Linked DNA regions of Bicyclus anynana: region 2 is linked to region 1. The links are chromatin contacts, called in public Hi-C maps. All regions are on one chromosome and are shown on one strand. Each heading gives the region's core, a stretch centred on a gene start, on an enhancer-like site or on the middle of the called end of the contact. The rest is flanking DNA. Distances are from core to core; before and after follow the strand shown. Region 1 overlaps LOC112052565 (integrin beta pat-3). Region 2 holds the start of LOC112052565 (integrin beta pat-3).

Region 1 (6,568 bases), core at 1,137-3,636:
TACATCATTTGAAGAATAAATCTACTTATATGTATAATATACCTACAAGCAAATTATATAGGTCAATATTCCAAAGTAAAGAAAAGCGAGTAACGTTATTTCGATATCAAAATGTATTGTGGTGACTGGTTTGCAGTTGGTAGGTAGGCATCGGCATGTGTCAGAGGTTGAACAAAAACCCGTTAGTCAAGAGATCCGTTTGATACTCGCAGCAGAGATTCTGCCCACGGAGCCTGGGACCACAACTCACGAGCGATATTACGCCCACTGCGTCTTAAAAACTGCTGCGTTATCCTACTTTCCTGGTGCTTTAGATACTTTCACATGAGGAAATAAGTCTGTAATACATAGTTTAACATATTTTAGGTTGATATTTACCTATACATATAAATAACAATTTGTAGAAGATACCTTTTACAATAGTGCACAAAAATAGGGATAGTAGCATATTTTCAGAGCAACATAATACCTTGTAGACAAAACCATGGAAAAACGTTACCTCTCACACTGCCTTGCAAGGTATATTAAGGTAAGAGAATTACCTAAGAGTTGAATACATTTGTTTTTATTGGGTAATTAACTACAAATTGATTCGTCAAAGTTGACGACGTAAGATTGTTTTTTGAGTAATATATTGTTTTTGAAATCTTATAACTAAATACCGGAAGAACTTTGTACATAGGTAGTAAGTAGTAGATCGCATAAAAAATCAGATTTAGTATTCATCGGAGAATGGTATCTCTCTACCTGTTTCCGTAATTTTTTTTCCGTGTATCGTATCTACGTAATGAATAATTAATTATTATTCTATGACGATTCTACAAACTGGAATATTAGGTATGTTTAAAAAGTCAACTTTTATGTCAATATTATACCTGTATGTATAAAATCAAAATTAAAAGGTACGGAAATACAAAAAATATTAATTACAAATGAAAAATAATGCAAGGTAGATAAATGTAGGTACTTTGCAAATTAGGTTGGGTATACTACCTATGTAAGTTTCCTATATTGTTTACGAGTCACAAATAGTTCGAATACCATGAGTCACTAACCCATCTTCTTAAAACTTATTTGATTTTTTTCTAAAATTGTCAGTCATAGTAAACTCGAATGAGATCATTTAGTCAGGGCACCTATAAGCCAATTGATCACGAAGTATTTGTGGGATTGCATATCAGCATTATATCTATGAAGCTACTGATAATAAGCTTTAATTGCATTTAAGACGCCGTTATTACAATGTCAAGGTACCCTCATTAATTGAGAAATGTGTGTAAACCATTCACAGTCATGACTAACAAATGGATGAACTCATACGTTAATGGCTCCCCATTTCAACTTCTACACAGAATTCATAAATCACCTAAAAACTAATGCTATTTAATATATTTTATACATTTTCTCTAAGCACGGTGACGTTTACTGATCGATTTACACCTTACGGATGAACTGTACTTCTGCGAACCAGCGCACGAATTTAAGTTAATCTAACTGTCAACATAAGTATTATTTAAATTCAATAACTTTGAGAATACATCCAGTTACAAGGTACGTAACTGGATGTATTCTCAGAGGTATTGATTATTTTTTATCATAAACTACTTAAACTTTAATCAAATCCATCAATCGTTTAATTGGAACTAATAGCTACTAAAATTAAGGTAAGTACCTACTTGTTACCTTCTTACTGTAATATAACATCAAGTAACAGGTGAAACCTCAACAGAGTAAGTACGTCCATAAGATGAATTATTTTGGAGATTTTAATATATAGTAAATAGTAACTCTATTAATACATTTGTCCGACTGTTCCGTACAACGCTTGTACGGAAGAATATTACTGAATCCACTCTAACCGGCAGGTGTAAATCGTTCGTAACTTCGCCACTTATTTCACCGTGCGTCAACACGTATTTTTTTAATAATCGAGATTGCTAATCTAAATACGCGATAACGTACGTACCATGACTCGTGTGAGTCACTTTATAAAATAAAACACTTATTACTTAATCATCTTAAATATCACAGAGGCATTACATAAAACGCGCTATTACTACTATACTGATCGTTTAGAAATTGCCAATTGTGTAATGATAGATAAAATATTTATAGATAAAGATAAAATATTGGCAGCAGTCGATAAACTACACATCTAATTAACAAATATTACAATTATTTATTATAAAATGTAACATAGCGTCCTTAATAGTGTGAATTCCACAAATCATAGGTACTTATTATTGACCAGAGATATATTGTAGTAGAATTAAAAATTGGACATTTCTAAACGATCAGAACGCACCTACTACTATTACTAACAGTATACATAGTTACAATTTGCGACGACGACACCGGACGAATGCAATTTCTTCATCATATCGTGTTGATCACAGGCAGTGTTGGAATGGGTTTCGATACGGGATACTGGGGCCGTATTGCAGTGTCCCCAACGCGTATACCGTTGACCCTTTGGCCCCAAGGTCCTCGGTGATTCAGGTATTACGTATCTATGGACAAAAGAAACAATAACGTAAGAAACTTGACAATACTGCCCCATTAGTCACACCTGTTTGTTAGTTTCGATTAGTCGTCAAATTAACGCTTGACTGCGATATCACTTGATGGTAGAGTAATTTTATGGAAGTATTTTTTTTACAGACTCTTAAAAAAACAGGTTCGGTAGGTTTTCAATCTATATGTAGGTATATACATTATGTTTATAACGATACATCCGATTTGCAAAAACGTTTTGTTTTTTGAATATTTTAGGGTAGATTTAAATATTCTATTTAATTCAATGGCGGTTCTTTTTTTCCTAAAAAAAAATATTTGTACAATTTTAAATATTTTTTTTTGTTTATAATAGTAGCAAATTTAACAGTTCCCTTGACTTTATTCATAATATTACGTAATATTAAAATTAAGAAGTCAATAACCCAAACGAATCTAAAAACAGAAACCAGTTTAAGCTGACATAACCAGAGACCAGAGATACGAGTAATAGTTACTCGTAGGTATATTTCAAGTTTCTTGGTCATATCCCTAATTTCTATACCAATTAGGGCGTTTCCATAGCATCATCAGGTGAGATCGCGGCCAAATCACATGTCATCGAAAAAAAACGCGTGCCATTGTGAGTCATATAGGATTTCTGTGACGCAGTATATGAGTCAGACGCTTTAGCGGTCTTATTGGTACCGAATACCGATTAACTGTTAGTAAGTTTATTACTAAACTTGTAAATATTTACCATATGATGGGGGAACGTGCGTATTTACTGTATTACTACTTGTATTTTGGAACGGAAGCGGCGCTTACAGGAAAAGGTAGGTTCAATATCAAAAACAAACAAAAATGGTTCAACAGTTTCAATGGTAGACGTTAGTCGTGTTCTTGGCCTGGGATAGCCAGACCTACCTTATTTTAATCAAATCAAATCAAAATATATTTAATGACAATTCAGTTTACAGTTTTTAGAAAAAATATGTAAATACTGCAACGGGCGGGGATGATCCTGGAGTCTTTCGGATTTTAATCAACCTCCTAACTCGTGAGCTATTGACTTGAGTAACAACTTGCTGAATAATTTCCGTCGCTTGTGTGGTCAAGTATAAAAAGAGTTTAATTGGCATTAATTGAATCGATAACGGATGTAACAATTAAAGTGTAATTGATTATGTAGGTATCTACTCTACGTAATGTGTAATTATGGTTTGTTCTTTGAACTGATATTCTGAATAAGCTTTTTTTCCTATTCATAATGTTGTTCGGTTTTTTACCATGACTAATGTACTGGTAAGTATAATTTGATCTCAAAATTCAAAATTCATTCATTTCAAGTAGGCTCAGCCTACAAGCTCTTTTGACACGTCAGTTGACTATTTGTAAAGATACTACCACCAGTTCAGAATGCTGGTTCTGCTGAGAAGAAACCGGCAAGAAACTCAACAGTTGCTGGTTTTAAAAAAGATCATAAAGTATTATATTTTAAATATTATTCTAGAAAAGTGGCATCTTGAGTTTTTAAATATTTTAAAAACTGTTTACAAAAACTAAGGAATAAGATGGAGTTATTGGTTATTATTGATTATTATATTAATTTACGTAAATGTTGTTAATGTAAAATTTTGAAATACAAATTATGATAAAAGTTTACATGCGGATGTGAAGGAGACGCGTGACGTTCGTTTTTTTATACGTTTCACCGGCTTCGCCACGCTGCTTGTAAAGACTCATTCTGTATGATCTTTATTCTGTGCTTCTGATATTCACGTACCTATACTACAGCCTTTCTCGATGAGTACTGTTTACCAACAAACAAATTAAAAATGAGGGTATAAATCACTAGTCATTTAACATCTTATAATAATTATAATTAACTTGGTCTTAAATAAATGAATTTATATTTGATTAATAAGCTTAGAACAATTAGATATGGTTAATATATTTTATATAACATTTTATAAACAAACAATACATCATTTAAAATAAATAAGTTATGAAATGACATGCGTTTTCTACCTTCATTTCAAAGGACAATGGTCTGGTGTTTGTTGATAGAATTCATAAGCGTCTACTAATGTAAACTATTACAGTTTGTAGAGAATAATTTATTTAATTTTTTGAAACAGAGAAAAAGGTCCAATTAAGTCCAAAAACCAAAATATATTCACATCAATTGAGACATCAATCAACATTTAAATAATTGAGTATGGCAACCATACTATTTATACGAATATTGCATATATCGGACAACTAGGGACGCGCACGATACCGAAAAGCCAGTATCGAATCGAATAAAATATCGTCATTGAACTACACGTATTCAATGACATCAGTTTAATTTCAGCAGAACAAACATATAAACTAATATTTATGACGAATTAATATAATTATTTTGAAATATATATAAAATATTTTGATTTTCAAACAAGTAATAGTAATTAATTTAAATGCAATTGGTACAATTATTTAATTTAAATTACTTATTTCTAATCATGACAAAATACTGCTAAAGTTCACTCTTACTTGGCGGCATTTTACATTTAAGTAATAAAATAAACAAAATATAATAGTCAAATATGTTAATAACAATTATTACCAACAGTAAGCCATATGATATATTTTAATAATCAAAGGAAAGGAACAAGTGTTTACAAACGTATTTATTGTTTAAGTATGTTCGACAAGATTTTAAATAAAGGTAAAACGTAAGTAAAAATAGTAAGTAATTTCCTGAAGATTACTTATTGATTACAAAAATAACAGTATCGAAAGGAGATCGATAATCATTAATCGATACTATAAAGTATCGATACTTTTACGTGTTCCTATGACAAGTCATGCACTAACAATTCAACTGTGAACTGTCAGTCAGTTGTCACATCGCGACGTAATTTCGTTGTTTGCGTACTTAAGCGTCTTGTAAATCTTGTTGCATTTTTCCGATACTTATCAAATGATTTTCTGTACCTACATTATTTTTTAACGACCGCTTATGTTTATGGGCACCGATTCTCCCGCTAAACTACTGACTTAAAACACTATTGTATTAAATTCCACGTTGATTTTTAGATTTAATTAGGAAGGTTCTTTTTTATAAAGTATGTATATTATCCATGTCTAAGAGAAAAATGGGGATCAAACCTACTTTTTATGTTCTTCGATCGAACCCAAATACCCAGCTTCAAAATCATGGAATACTTAAGACTTCAATATAAAAAGTAGGTCTCTATTCGTTGTTGACAAAACATATCCTCTAAAACTTCAAACATAAATATCTTGAATTCCAGACTTCACATAATATTAAACCATAAGAATAAATTGTTAAGAAAATAATTCTCTCTCCGCGTCGTGTTCCTCATTACTGAGGGTCGTGACCCCTATCACACATTAATAACTTTTTTCCGCACGATGTCACGCCATGCGGCTCGGCTTTTCGCGACTTGTAGAGCATCGTGTACTTTTGTATCGAGAGTGGTGCGGATTTGATCTGACCAACGCATCGGGCTACGTCCCCGAGGTCTCTTTCCTTCCACTTTGCCAGTGATAACAAGTTTCTCTAGGTTATCTCCTTCTCTCCTGGCAATGTGACCGAAGTACTCGAGGATCCTCTGAAGACAGGTGGTGGAAAGTCTTTTCGAGATGTTGAGTTGTTTCAACACCGATGCATTGGTCCTATGCGCTGTCCACGGAACACGGAGCATTCTTCGCCAGCACCACATCTCAAAGGCATCTATGCGATGCCGATCAGCTGATTTGATAGTCCATGTCTCAGCTGCATATGTGAATATTGGAAAGATTAGAGTCCGGACAAGACGCATTTTTGTGTTTAAGGAGATGTTCCTGTCTTTCCAAATTTTATGCAGTTGAGACATGGCACTTTTGGCCATCCCAATTCTCCTGCGAATTTCCATCTCACATGATCCTGTGTTTGTTATATTGGAACCCAGATATATGAAATTTTGAACTATTTCAAGATTCAAAGAGCCAGTGAGTTGTAATTTATTGGCGCGATCAACAACCATTAATTTTGTTTTCGATTTGTTTATGGAGAGACCCATTT
Region 2 (6,568 bases), core at 1,021-3,520, 60 kb after region 1:
ACCAACAAACAAATTACAAATGAAGGTAAAAAACGCATTCATTTCATAACTTATTTATTTTAAATTATGTATAATTTGTTTATAAAATGTCATATAAAATATATTAACCATATCTAATCGTTCTAGAATTATCAATCAAATTTATTTTCATTAATTTGAAATAAGTTAATTATAATTATTATTAGGTGTGAAATGACTAGTGATGTATACCCTCATTTTAAATTTGTTTGTTGGTAAACAGTAGTCATCGAGAAAGGCTGTAGTATAGGTTGTAGGTTGTACCTTGCCGAACCATTCCATGCATTGGAATTTTATACACATAAGCTATTATTGGTATCTCCCTAAATATTTATAGTGCCTATCCTCTTAAAATCATTACGCTAAGCTTTATTTTTTCATGGAGTATGCAGTTGTTAAACTGGAGGCTTTTTTTATGTTGTGCAACATATTACACGATATTTTTTAATTAATCATAAGTATTACTGTGGTAGAGACGCCAATTAAAGCAGTGTTAAATAATATACCTACATAAAGTTGTTCATTCCACGATATAAAATTTTTCTGCACGTCACTGCCTTCTACTTAATAAGGAGGAAAATAAGCCAAGCCATATTATACACATCTTAAGTATAAAGAAATACAAATACCTACCTAACGCGTCATTCATATGACTCATGATATATGGAAGAGGGTTTTTAATTTTATTTGTGGCTTTTCCTAAGTGGGGGGTACATTTGGGCCCAGATGTTAGTTTTTAGGTCTTTACTCAAGATTCGTTCTAGAACTAAACACGATGAAAATATTTTCTAAGTAAGAATACGCTATAAATTTGGATTATCAATCCAAATTTATAGCGTAAATTTAAATTTATAGCGGCTATTATAGGCCGAGATTAATTTTTCAAACTATGAGGAAACTTGGATACCTGAGAATTTTCTCAATTCTCTACGTACGTGAAGTCTGCAAATCCATAAGGTCTAACCCCTCTCATTCTGAGAGGAGACTCGTGCTCAATAGTGACAGTAAAACGTTTTTATTCATTTAGTTGTTTCTCCTATCTTTGTAAATTAAATAGCTTAAATCGATGATCACTATTGCTAGCACTCTTTTTACAATTACATACTTAACCAAGCTTAACCACAGTAAAAAAATAACATTAACATGGCTTAACTGCTTCGTTGTTTCTGAGCCTATGAGGTTTCGATCACAAGGTACTGAGTTCGAGACCAGAGAAATGGTTAAGCATGACAAGCCGTTGACCCCGGACCCAGGTAATTCTCATTATCATCTGATAAAGATCGTTAAAGAATTCACCATTTAGTGTCAACCTTGTGTCCATCAACCCGCATTAGACCAGCGTGGTGGGCTTAAACTCCTTATCCCTTTTACTATAAATAGCGACGGCCTGTAGTGAGGCGTTAAAAAAGGCGATAAGGATGAAGATTACTTAAAGCTAATGAAAGTGCTAAAATACTTATTTTATTATTATATTAAATTAGTTCTTCGCAAATCGCAAAATATCTATATTTAAGTAATATAGTATTCGATAAATTAACATACCCTGTTATCTCTAATCTAACTAATCTATATTAGTGCAGTTTGTTTTAACAAATATTCATACTATGACAGTTACTGAGCTAGTAATATCTTTTAACGTCTGAAAGTAGAATACAATGTCTTCTAAAATATATTTACTTTCACATAAAAATAGTTTAATTAAATAAAAGTAACTATAAAAAAATATAATGTCGGTACCTATTTTTTGTGCTAGGAAAATATCTAAACTACCTTCAGATAAGACGATATATTTTAGAAAATCAGTAGGGTAGGGTAATAAATAAATATTTTTTAAACCACGAGAAAATGAATGAAATAAGTACGGTAGGTCAATAAATAAATCAAATTGAATAAAACTTACTTCATTCGGATCATTGCACCAGTGTCCACCACATCGGATGCAATCGTTGCAGTTCTTCAAATTCTTAAATTCCCCGCATTCGCGGTGAATTGCGAAAACTTGCTGAATTGATAATAAAATAACCACTGCAAACCACACTGAAGCCATTTTTATTTCAATAATTTATTTTTCGAAACATCAAATAAATACGAGCTTTGTTTTAAACCACAAACACTAGAAACTTTCGTCTGCTATCGTTGGAATCGTAAAATATCAAACACGCTTGGAGATTTAAAAATCGAACGCGCTCGAAAATTTAAATATCGAAACGCGCTCACAGTGTCGCGGACGGTCACAGACTACGGCGAAGGAATGACCTCTCTCGCTCACTTGATCAGACGTTTTACGAGATGAATCATCGTTTCCAAGGAAATTCGCGGAAATTGACATCTTTTTTTTTCGTTATCATTCTATTAGAAAGTGATAACTATGAAGTTACTGACTACTGTATTAAAAATATATTTATGAGGTGACTTTTTTGAGGTGAATTTGATTTATTATATTATTTTAATTATACATCATCGCCCAAGCAAGGCGGTTTTTAGAAGGAGATTGGAACTTTTAATTATGTTGGCGAAGTATAAAAATGTTACGAAGGGTTCGAAGAACATAAGAATAGAAAAATAGTAAAATTTTAATAAAATAATTAAATCTATATCGTAATTTTAATTTTATCTTTTTTATATTTATTTATTATACAGTAATAATATAAATAACAACTGTGATCCATACTTATATAATAATATCTCATTACCTACTATGTAATATACGTAAGTTTTTAGGGGTAACTTCCAGATCTACTGAACCTAAGATAAATTTTGAATATTCTTCCACAAATAGAAAACCACGTTATTTGTAAGTACATTTTATCTCAGTATATCACGGGAACTGGAAATACGCGGGTAAAACCGCAAGGCGGCGGTTAGTATATTATAAATGAAAATGCGCAAGTAAGTTTGATTGTCTTACAGATTTTCATGGTTAAACCGCTCAACCGATTGGGTAGCAATTTAGTATATACCTAGAAATTGGATTCTGAAACAGAACACGAGTAGGTATATATGTATAGCGCCATTTATAAGTATTTGACACTTTGAAACTGAGTTATACGAAAGAAAAGAGAGTCAAATTTTCTACATCAGTGGGGTTTAAGGGCTAGGGCCCCATTTCCAAGGCCCTAGGGCCACTGTTAGAGCGGTCCCACAGATAGCGGTCCCAGTCTCTACTCTTTGATACGAACGGTCCTATACGAGTATAGTCCCCGACGTAACTAATTCATCAGAAGTCCGGTGCACCGGACGACCTCCGACAGCAGGGCTTTTAAATCAGTCCCCGCTACTTTGACGACGAGCGTCTCCCGCAAAGGCTTTTTAATCAGTCCTCTGGGTTGGGTGGAGTGTTCCATTAGAGCAGGAGAACACCCCGAAATCCTGCCTTACTGTGTAGAAACGGACTCTCCATCACTTAAGCGATTTTCTACTATATATAGGTTTAAATTTTAAACACATCGCTAGCGTGAGTTAGGTTTTCCTTTTACAAATGATATAACTTTCTCAATATACTTATATTTTGTGTTCGGTGTTTAGATAGTTGTAATTGACAGTTATAAGTATATGTTTTTTATGTTTTATTGAATATATAATTATGTTATGTATTTTAATTTTTTATACATTAGAGTTTTTCAGTGGAATACGTAAAGCGCCATCTATTTTTAATAACGGTACTAAAGAAAATGAAGTTTACATGTTGATAAGATAAGTATATATTTTAATACTAGATTATTATACATCCATAATTAAAACATCAATATATTGCTGGTAATTGATATAATATTATATTTTGTTTCTAAGCATCACAGTCACATAGAAAAGTATCTTAATAATAATAAATGATGTTAATAGTATTTTGTACCTACAACATAATTTATTTACCTACATTATGGTTCATTAATACCTATTACATACGTTACTTTGTTAACGGCATAAAGAGGTATAAGTGATGCCATCTAGTCACGAATCACGTAAACTTTTAGCGCCCTCTGAAAAAAGAGGTTACTGTTTTTCCTTTTCAGACGTAATTTTCCTCAACTCAATATTATATTTAGATTAGTGATATATTGTCGTATATTATTATCCTAAATATCATCCACCCTATTCAATAGGTGGATGACATTTCTCAGTTGATTTGATGTTTATTCTAATAGGTTGTTAATAAAGACCAAATTAGTGTATAGGTCAGTAGGTGCCGATGGTTTAATGTGCTCTCCAAGGCACGGAGGAGTAGGTAACAACATGTGACTGATGTTTACCAATTTTTAACATTTCACCATGCTGTCACACTTCGCTTACTATGTTGTCGTTGCATGGATAAGAAAGAAAGAACTAAACTTTATGCTTGTTGTAGAGATAAAAGCTGTCGCATAGAATATACAATTAAAAACAATTTTTTGAGCGAAAAGGTGTCAAAATTTGAACTCAATCGATGTAAGACTTTTTGATCTTTTGACAGTACACAAATCAACTTGACGTATATTTAGAATTTAAGTAACATTCATATTTTATGCGGCTTACACATCATACTTTTATTACATAATCAACAAACATTAGATAGTTTCAAAACGCCTAATAATTTTCAAGAGCAATGTTATTTGTTGGGACTTTTGATGAGTCACCCGAAGCCCGCTAACACGATTTCTTTAAAGAATATTTGCTATATCTTTTAAATATGACCAATATTCCCATTCCCCTCCGGTCCCCTCCCTCCCCTCCTAAAGTCCAGTCCAGTCGGGAAAGACTGTATTAGGAGTGGGTACGGCAATAGACGGGGCGGGGCGGGGATCGAACACTTCCCATCCGACCGCTCTTACTGTTGAGCTATTGAGGCTCTAATATAGAAGCTCCATATCTCTCCTACCTAACGAGGGAGGCCACTAGCCATAAAATGAAAAATCGGCCAAGGTCGGGCCACGCGCATTGTAGGGTTTCATAGACTCAGTTAGCATTTTAATCCTTTAATCGTGCAAAAATACCGATAACGATAAAAATCCTAATCCATGGGATAAAAAGAATTATTTAATGATATCCCACACTATGAGATAAACGCGTAAAAAATATTCATCCTCACTTTACATGTAGGGCCCTAAAAATGTATTTTTCAAGATTTTAGTTTACAACGTTGGTCACATTTTTAATGTACCATGCTACTTTACAGCTTTCTAGAAGTAATAGTTTCTGCGCTAAACCGCGGACAGACGGACGGACAGGACATGGCGAAACTATAAGAGTTCCTTGTGGGCTACGGAACCCAAAAAAATGGTTACAAGACTTCTTTATAATTGTTTCCAACGGCTGATTATAATGGTGATGATAATGAAATCAAACACAAATTGTAATATTAATTATATTAGTTTCTGGATGTCCTCCTTCTATCTGATCTTTTTCTAAAGCCGGGGTTGTAGAACGTGGAAACAGTGGGTTTATAAATAGGGTTGTCACAGTTTTCGTCCATAACACCCACCGCTTTAGCAAAGCGTTCGTACTCCCGTCTGTCGCGCACTGTGATGACAGTTTTCCAAGTGATCAACCCTATCACACCGCAGATTATGAGCAAGACAGCGCACGCACCTCCGTACACTGAAAACAATTATTTTACACAATTACAGTGGAATTCAGCGTACCCTCAGGGGATCATTCAGCCGCTGAGTGTCAAATTCTCAAACTATAGAGGTTAAATTCGACACTCAGCGGCTGAAATAATTCCCTGGGGGTGCCCCTTCAATGTCTACGAATTCCACTGTTAATCTTAAGGCGAATTTACATTTGTCTGACGTGACGTAACGTGACGCATCTGAGGGCCTAGTGGCAGTTTGATATTGTGACGATCGCGTTAACGTAAACGCGAATTTCCAAGGAATTGAAACAGCGCCATCTAGTGGCACTACTGCACAACTGTTTCAATTCATTACAAATTCGCGTTCACGTTAACGCGATAGCCACAGTATCAAACTGCCAATAGGCCCTCAGATACGTCACGTTACGTCACGTCATTGTTTCTAAAATTGTCTTTAACAAAAATCTATACTAATATAATAAAGCTGAAGAGTTTGTTTGTTTGATTGATTGAACGCGCTAATCTCTGGAACTACTGGTCCGATTTGAAAAATTCTTTCAGTGTTAGATAGCCCATTTATCGAGGAAGGCTATAGGCTATATTATCCCTGTACTCCTACGGGAACGGGAACCACGCGGGTGAAACCGCGCGGCGTCAGCTAGTATAGTAATAAATATTAAGAATACTTACTGTAATACGTTTCAGCGCAATGCGCATCTGTTTGTACTTTGATATTAACACCATAACTATCCTCATTGTACCGGTATACAAACTGGGTATAGCACCCCAAACCGGTTCTTACATTTGGGCAATGCTTCCAATCATTGGCCGAATAATTTCTCATAGTGTCCGCTGAGTAATTGGCCATATCATATGCCCAATCATTTGTAGAATAATTGAAAGACAAGTTTGAAACTCCGGTGATATTGATATCAGGGTGAGATAGACAGTCTTCTTGGTTCAAATAGCACAGGACGATTGGCTCGAGCAGTTGGCATTGGT

Evidence for each region. A called contact is a pair of places that touch in the nucleus more often than the background predicts.
Region 2: a Hi-C map of whole body shows a contact between it and region 1, with 4 times the contacts expected there. The contact joins the promoter of LOC112052565 here to the enhancer-like site in region 1. A contact is called at or near these places in 2 of 2 Hi-C or Micro-C datasets (whole body and whole larva).

The regions. Positions count from the first base shown.
Region 1 is chr3:14,841,750-14,848,317 of ilBicAnyn1.1, forward strand. It overlaps LOC112052565 (integrin beta pat-3), which reads right to left. Exons shown (of 7, transcript XM_052891322.1): 7 at 1-2,510. Among protein-coding and RNA genes, the nearest start is that of LOC112052565, 59 kb to the right of the region's middle. Within about 2 kb of position 2,387, at least 7 of the 8 cell types and tissues checked have open chromatin away from gene starts, as enhancers often do.
Region 2 is chr3:14,901,723-14,908,290 of ilBicAnyn1.1, forward strand. It overlaps LOC112052565 (integrin beta pat-3), which reads right to left and starts at 2,271. Exons shown (of 7, transcript XM_052891322.1): 1 at 1,919-2,271. The coding sequence starts at 2,065. It overlaps LOC112058533 (integrin beta-PS), which reads right to left. Exons shown (of 8, transcript XM_052891323.1): 7 at 6,257-6,568; 8 at 5,341-5,589. The coding sequence ends at 5,360.